Regions from separate parts of the Ovis aries genome. Here region 2 is linked to region 1. A link is a contact called in public Hi-C data. All regions are on one chromosome and are shown on one strand. The core of a region is the stretch at or near the end of the contact, and the rest is flanking DNA. Distances in the headings are between cores, read along the strand shown. Region 1 overlaps CPNE5 (copine 5). Region 2 holds the start of CPNE5 (copine 5).

Region 1 (3,315 bases), core at 586-3,085:
TGTTAGGTTTTTCTGTATAGCAAAGTGAACCAGCTATATGTTTACATATATCCCCTCTTTTTCAGATTTTCTTCCCATTTAGGTCACCACAGAACCTGTGTTATTCAGTAGGCTCTCATGAGTTATCTGTTTTATGCATAGTATCAATAGTGTGTATATGTAAACCCCAGTCTTCCAATTCATCCCAGCCTTCCCCCTTGGTATTTGTTTGTTTCCTATGTCTGTCTCTATATTTGCGTTGCAAGTAAGATCGTCTATGTCATTTTTCTAGATTCCACACTTCACTATACTTTGTTTCCACAGCACCCCCAACCACCTGGCACACACAGGTATTTGCGGGAGCACTTGTCTTCTGTCCCCCACCCCCCAACCTGACAATAAGTACCAGGGGGGCAGGGATTTGCATCAGTCTTATTCCCTCTTGCCCCAAACAGTGCCTGGCACTTGGGAGCACACAGTAAATATTTGTTGAAGAAATGCAGGAGTGTGCTGAGGATCAGCCCCCGGAAGCCGCTGGGCCAGTGTGATCCCAGGATGGTCTTGGTTAAGGAGGCCGTGTCCACAGCAGCTGCAAGCTGCAGATTTAACTGTTGTGCTCACTGCTCTGTCTACCACCTTCCAGCTCTGTGACCTTGGTTGAGTCACTTCCCTGCCTGGGCCTTGGTTTCCGTTCTTGTGACGAGGGGATGATAATGCCTGCCTCTTAAGGAAACAACCTGTGAAAAGCACCCCAACGGGGAATTTCCCAGAGTAAGAGCCCAATAAGTTCGAGTCCTTTTCCTTCCTGCAGCAAGAGCCCCCCACGGGAGTTTCTCTCTGGGATTTTTCATCCTACATCACAGGGCCCGTCCCCCCGGACCCCCACTGCTCCGTCAGCCCCACTCCTCCCCACCCCCAACCCCCAGGTCTGGTTCCCACACCCTGCAGCAAAGCCGCACAGACCACCAGACCTAGCTCGGGGCTCAGGAAGTCTACATCCGCCTCAGAGAGGGAGTGGCTACTCACTGTGCCCGAATTCACATATTTCTTTTTCTTCATTTTCTTTTTTGGGTTTACCACCTGCCGAGGAAAAAAACACACACACACAATAAAACCCAGTTACCAGGTAAGAAGGAGCGCTTCTGCAGGGGCTGGGTGTGGCCCTGGGGCAGAAGAGAAGGAGGAAGCCAAGGGTGACTAGGGAGACGCAGAAGGAAGAAAGAGCTGGAGCTTAGGCCCAGGTGGGAAGTTCAGGTGGGAGGTCTGGCAAGCTGTGCAGGCAGGAACGGGGGAGAGAAGTCTGGCGGGACAAACCCAGCACAAACCTCAGAACCGCCACAGGCCTGAAGGCCACGCAGAGGATCTGGTGCTGCCTGGCGTGTTCGTAGGACGACAGTTCCCTAGGCAAGCTGCTGAGACGGGGGCACATTGCAGCCCCGAGACTACACTGTTCCTGGATCTCTCAGTCTGTCCCATGAGGGTGTGGGGCTTCTAGTATTTACCGCAACTCAAACATCTACTCCAGAGCAGCTCTCCCACCAGAGGGGAATGCACATGGACTCTTGGGGGTCTGGGCATCACCAAAAGACCTGGCCACAAGCATATGTCTTTGAAGTCATCTGTTATCTTTAAATTAGCCTGTACCACATGCACTCTCTAATTATAACTGTTTCAATATTAAAGCACTGTTTTGTTCTCAGATCTTCCTGTGAAGTGGGCACTGAGAAAACATCCTGTTTGTTCTGGGGTTTCCACCACCACTGGGCATGCACACCCCCTCCCCCCCTCCCCATGTACCAGACTCTCCAGCCTAAGCGGCCCCAGACGCCGTGCAGGGGACCAGCGCCCCCTAGGGGCCAGCAACCTCCCCACTCCCGGGCTGGAGTTCGAAGCTTTCTCCTCTCTCTCCTCACGTCCCCAGCGTCTTCAGGGTCCCCAGGGCTGGTAGGGGGTCTGCCCTCCTGTGCAAGGAGGCACTGAGTGGCTCCCAGGACCAGGAGCTCTGCGGGCTCTGGACACAACAGTGAGCGAGACATCGTCCCCACCCCTGAGGATGTCATGGTCTTTGGGGAGGGGGGGTGGGGAGGGGAGGGAGGAGGGGGGAGGGGAGGGAGGAAGTATGATAAGGGCTGCCCAGGTGTCGCTAGTGTAAAGAACCTGCCTGCCAGTGCAGGAGACCTAAGAGATGTGGCTTCAATCCCTGGGTCAGGAAGATTCCCCTGGAGGAGGGAATGGCAGCCCACTCCAGTATTCTTGCCTGGAGAATCCCATGGACAGAAGAGCCTGGTGGGCTACAGTCCACGGGGTCACAAAGAGTCAGACACGACTGAAGCAACTTAGCACACACGCACACACATAGTATGATAAACAGGTAACAGGCCTGCTTTTAGTGGGGGAGGAGGGAACAGGAGCACCCTCTTCAGACTTGGTGGGTGTGCAGGTAGGGCCTTCCTGGGGGAGGAGCATCACAGGCTGTCTCTGAGGCCCGGTAGAGGCCCAACCAGGTCAAGAAGAGCAAAGGGAGCCCCGGGGAGGCACCAGCACAAATGAAGCCACAGAGACCGAGCCAGATGGAGGTTCAGAGAGCCTCAGATGGCATAATGGGCTGAAAGCGAGGGTGGGCAGAGGGACGGGGAGCGGGCCAGACCCCAGGGGCTCCTAGAGCTGTGATGTATACGGCCGCTCATACACGCCCCCACCTCAGCTGCACAGACACTGCAGGTCGCGGGGGCTTGACCCTCTTGTGAAGGAGCTCGGCCTTTCCTTGTAGGTAAAGGGCCCTGTCGGACATCAGTTGGGGTGGAGGCTCCCTGCTCCCTGGGGCGAACCAGGCTGAGACAGCGGGTGAAGTGAACAGCCAGGTAGTAAGCAGGGCAGCAGTGTGGTCGATTACCATTTTGTAGGCAGCTCTGGGTTACTGAGTAGAAGTGGAAAGGCCATTAGGAGGCTGTCGCAAAGCCCCCCACCCCCACGGGGGAGATGGTGATGGTGGGGGTGGACAGGAAGGAAGGGGACAAGCCTCAGAATATCCAGGTGGCAGGAGGAGCAGGACTCAGCCGTGGACTGGGTGTGGGATGCGGGGCAGAAGGCATCAGGGATGCCTCCCCAGGGGCCGTGGTCCCCACGATGATGGCACAGGAGGGGGAAGCGGCTGGCCAGAGGAGAGGAGGGCGGCAGGGGCTCTAGCCGGCGCATTCAGTTTAGGAGGCTAAGTCTGAGGAGCGGCCACATACAGCTGGGCATGTGCGATGGACACCTAGGCTGACGCCAGAGCCTGAGATGAGGGTCTTTCCTGGCAGAAGCCTATTCCCTCTTCAGGCACTTCAGACACTAGAA
Region 2 (3,315 bases), core at 512-3,011, 84 kb after region 1:
GAGGATGGGGCAGGCGATTTGGGACAAGTGCACACCCGGGACCCCAGAGACCCTGTTGGTCACTCTGGGCAGGGGAACGGCATCTCCTGCAGAGGTGGGGTCTGCACCGACCAGTGCTCCTCACAGTCCCCGCAAGGCAGTGACCCTAGGCCAGCCGCAGGCTGACTGCACTAGGGGAGACAGCCCCCCCAGCCCACCTGTGCCCCTCACTGCTTGGGACAGCCTTCCTCTCAGACGGAAGAACCTAGGGGAGACCCAGCTCCGATGTCCCCCCTGCCAGTGACTCCCAAAGCCTGTGTGACATGGATGAGGATTTAGGGGTGGGAGCCCACAAAAACGCTCCTCTCCCTCCCCTGCTGGACTCTAAACTTCCACACTCAGTGTCCTAGTCCTTTGGCTTAAGATTTTGTATCCCAGTTATTGTTTTTTTTTAATGGTCTCACTTCGAGTTGTTATCAGTCATCCACAGCTCAGCATGAGTGAGCCAATCTGATCGTTTCCCAAAGAGTCTGTTTTGCTGTTGGAGGTGAAGAAAGGCTGTAGGATCCTGGGGTCTAGAAGGTGGGGGGAGGGAGGGAGGAGAGGGTGGGGGAGTTGGGGCGAAGGAGCAGGGAGAAGGCAGGGAAGGAGGGCGCAGAAGGCAGAGGCTGGGCACGCCTGGGAGGGATGAGGCAAATCCCTCTCTTCTCCATTTGGGGAGGGGACGATCAGAAATAGACGGCGTGAAGCCCCTGCCGTGTTCGTTCACTACCTCCCTCTCCCCCCTCGGGCTCCCGGATCCCTACCCCCTGTGTCTTCTTATCTCCTCGCAACATCAGCCCGGCGTGCAAACTTTCCCGAATAAGACCCTGAGCCTGGCTTCCCATTCCGCCTTGGCCACCCGTGGCTGGGCATGGGCTCTTGCCCGACAGGCAGAGGGGCGAGCACGCTCTGGAAGGGGGCGCACGGAGGTAGACGGGGCTCCGGCTCCAGGGGCGGGGCGGGGGGACCCGGACAGCGGGCGGCTCACCTGCAGGACACGGTGATCTCCACCTTGGTGGCCGGGATGCTGCCCGCCAAGGAGTCGAACTCGCTCAGCGACGCCATGTCCTCGGGCTGTTCCATAGCCCACCGCGCCCCCCACCCCAAATTAGTCAATCCCTGCGCGATTCACGACTCCTCCGGAGCGACGGAAACCCTGGGCTCTCCCCCTAACTCCCGAGCCGGGGCTGGGCGGCAAAGGGAGGAGAGAGGAGAGCGAAGAGGGGGCGTGGGAAGTGAGAGAGGGAAGGGGGCGGAGGGAGCGGGGGCCGAGGAGAGAGGAGGGGGTGCGGGTGACGCCGCGAGGAGGCTGGGGACCCAGTGTTGAGGGGCAGAGCGCGCAGGGAGCTGGGGCGCAGCGGGGAGAGGCGGAGGGGCGCGAGGCGAGGGCGCCGGGAGGGACGCGCGGAGTGGTGGAGAGAGCACCAGGAAAGGGGCGGGGAGCTCGGGGTGGGGGCAGAAGGGGCGCAGGAGAGGGAGAGGGGGTGTGGGGGGTCGAGTGGAGCTCGGGCTGCGGGGGCGGCGGGACTCAGGCAGCGCGGAGCGAACCCGGAGCGCCGGAGCTGCGGCGCCACTCGCTGGGTCTCCGCGCGGGCGGCGGCGAGGCTGGGGACGCGGCTCCGAGCGCCACCTCCTCGGCTCGGGCTCTGGCTCCGGGGCGCCCGGGCTGCGGGAAAATCAAATCTGCCCGAAGCCGCCACCTCCCGCCACCCGGGGCGGGCCGCTTGCTGGGTCCGTGAGCGCCGGAGGGGGCGCCCGCAGGGGCCGGGGCGGGGCCGCGGGCGGGGTCTGCGCGCGAGTGTGTGTGCGAGCGTGTGAATCTGTGTGTGTGTGCGTGTGGCGGGCGTGGGGACGCGGTTCCAGATGCTGGGAGCCTGGGGGGTGACGGCTAGAGATGGTCTCGGCGGTGCGCGTCTTCGTCTGCGCCCGCGCTCCACTTCCCACCTCCCGGAGGATCTCGGTACCCCGGGAGCCAGAGGGGTGTCTGAACCTAGGAGCATCTGTTTGGGAAGGGTCTCTGCGGAGCGAGGGTGGGGAGGGATCTGTGCACAGAGACAGCATCTCCCCCAGAGGTTTGGGGGGGGAGTCCGCTGAGGGTGCGCCCCAACGCGGGGGAGGGGGCGGGTCTCAGTGCAGAAACAGATTTTACATCTCCTGGGGAAGCGTGTGGGGACGACCCCAGTGCCCGGAGGGGTCGCCTCAGTGAGGGTCCTTAGGCCTAGGCAGCGTGGGTTCATGGACGCTCTCCCATCCGCCTCTGCCCCCGCCGGGCCTGGCCACGCGGAGTCGGCCACCTAAGCCACGCGACAGAGCCCTCCCCATCCCCTGCCCGTCGTGACCACACGGCTTAGCCAGCCCCTGGGTCTAGAAGCTTCCTCCAACCAGGCAGAGGGCGGTCCGAGCTCTCCAGGCTTCTCTGCAACCTGCACCAAGTAGGCGCCTGCTGTGTGCCGGGCTCTGATCGCAGTCAGGGGAGCGAGGAGATTGTCCAGGCCCCTCTCTGGCGGCCTCCCTTCCAGCCTGGCCCGTTGCGGCTCCACTCTGCCCGGGTCTAGCCTCCTGGGTGAGCCCCTGGGTTTGCAGCGCTGTGGCGTCTCTCCAGGGCTTCTCAGAGAGACGCTTCCCCAGGAAATCTCCCGCGGCCCTTCCTCAGCCTGAATCTCAGCTTTACTGAGCTGGAACCTCCTCTTCCCCATCGCCCCGGCATTTGGAGCGGACGCGCCTCTCTGCCGGGGAAGGGTCCTGGGGGGATCAGAGCCTGAGACCGGCTCTGGGAAAGCCGCGCCCTCCGGGCCTGGCTTTGGCAGCTGGGCCTTAACCGGCGCTCAAGATTCTGTTTGAAGTCAATTCCCAGAACATCGGATACAGCCAGAGTCAAAGATAAATATAAGAACACGTTCGTCAGCCTGGGTTAAGTGTTTTCTGTTTACCCATGGCTCAGGATCTGCTGGACTAGGCTCTGCGACCTGGGACCCGACAGCAAGAACAAAGAGGGGATGCCCAGGGTGGTGGGGTGCTGCGGGGTTGAAAGGTTTCTTTCTCTGGTTTGGGCTTAAGACCCTGTCTCCACCAAGAATAAGCTGGGCCTGCTTTTCCAAGGGATGCAAAACTGGGCTTGGAATCTCTGTGTCCCCCACTCCCCACTTTCCCCCAGGTAGCTGTCCTAGACATGCTCCACACATACTTGAGAGCTATGTTATCCACTGGTCCCACCAGTGTTTACAGAATACCCACTCTGTGTCTGATCAGGTGCTAGGTTCCCTTGGAAAGCTTCCTCGGTCACAATGATAACCA

What was found. Hi-C and Micro-C count contacts between places; a contact is called where the count stands out from the background.
Region 2: a Hi-C map of mixed tissues shows a contact between it and region 1, with 4 times the contacts expected there. The contact joins the promoter of CPNE5 here to the enhancer-like site in region 1. A contact is called at or near these places in 8 of 16 Hi-C or Micro-C datasets (hypothalamus, liver, mesenteric adipose tissue and 4 more).

What each region holds. Positions count from the first base shown.
Region 1 is chr20:10,759,701-10,763,015 of ARS-UI_Ramb_v3.0, forward strand. It overlaps CPNE5 (copine 5), which reads right to left. Exons shown (of 21, transcript XM_027958670.3): 13 at 1,006-1,059. Among named protein-coding and RNA genes, the nearest start is that of RAB44, 63 kb to the left of the region's middle. Within about 2 kb of position 1,836, at least 4 of the 54 cell types and tissues checked have an H3K27ac peak or open chromatin away from gene starts, as enhancers often do. A contact at or near this core is called in liver, where this site is marked.
Region 2 is chr20:10,844,139-10,847,453 of ARS-UI_Ramb_v3.0, forward strand. CPNE5 (copine 5) reads right to left here and starts at 1,762. Exons shown (of 21, transcript XM_027958670.3): 1 at 1,010-1,762. The coding sequence starts at 1,104.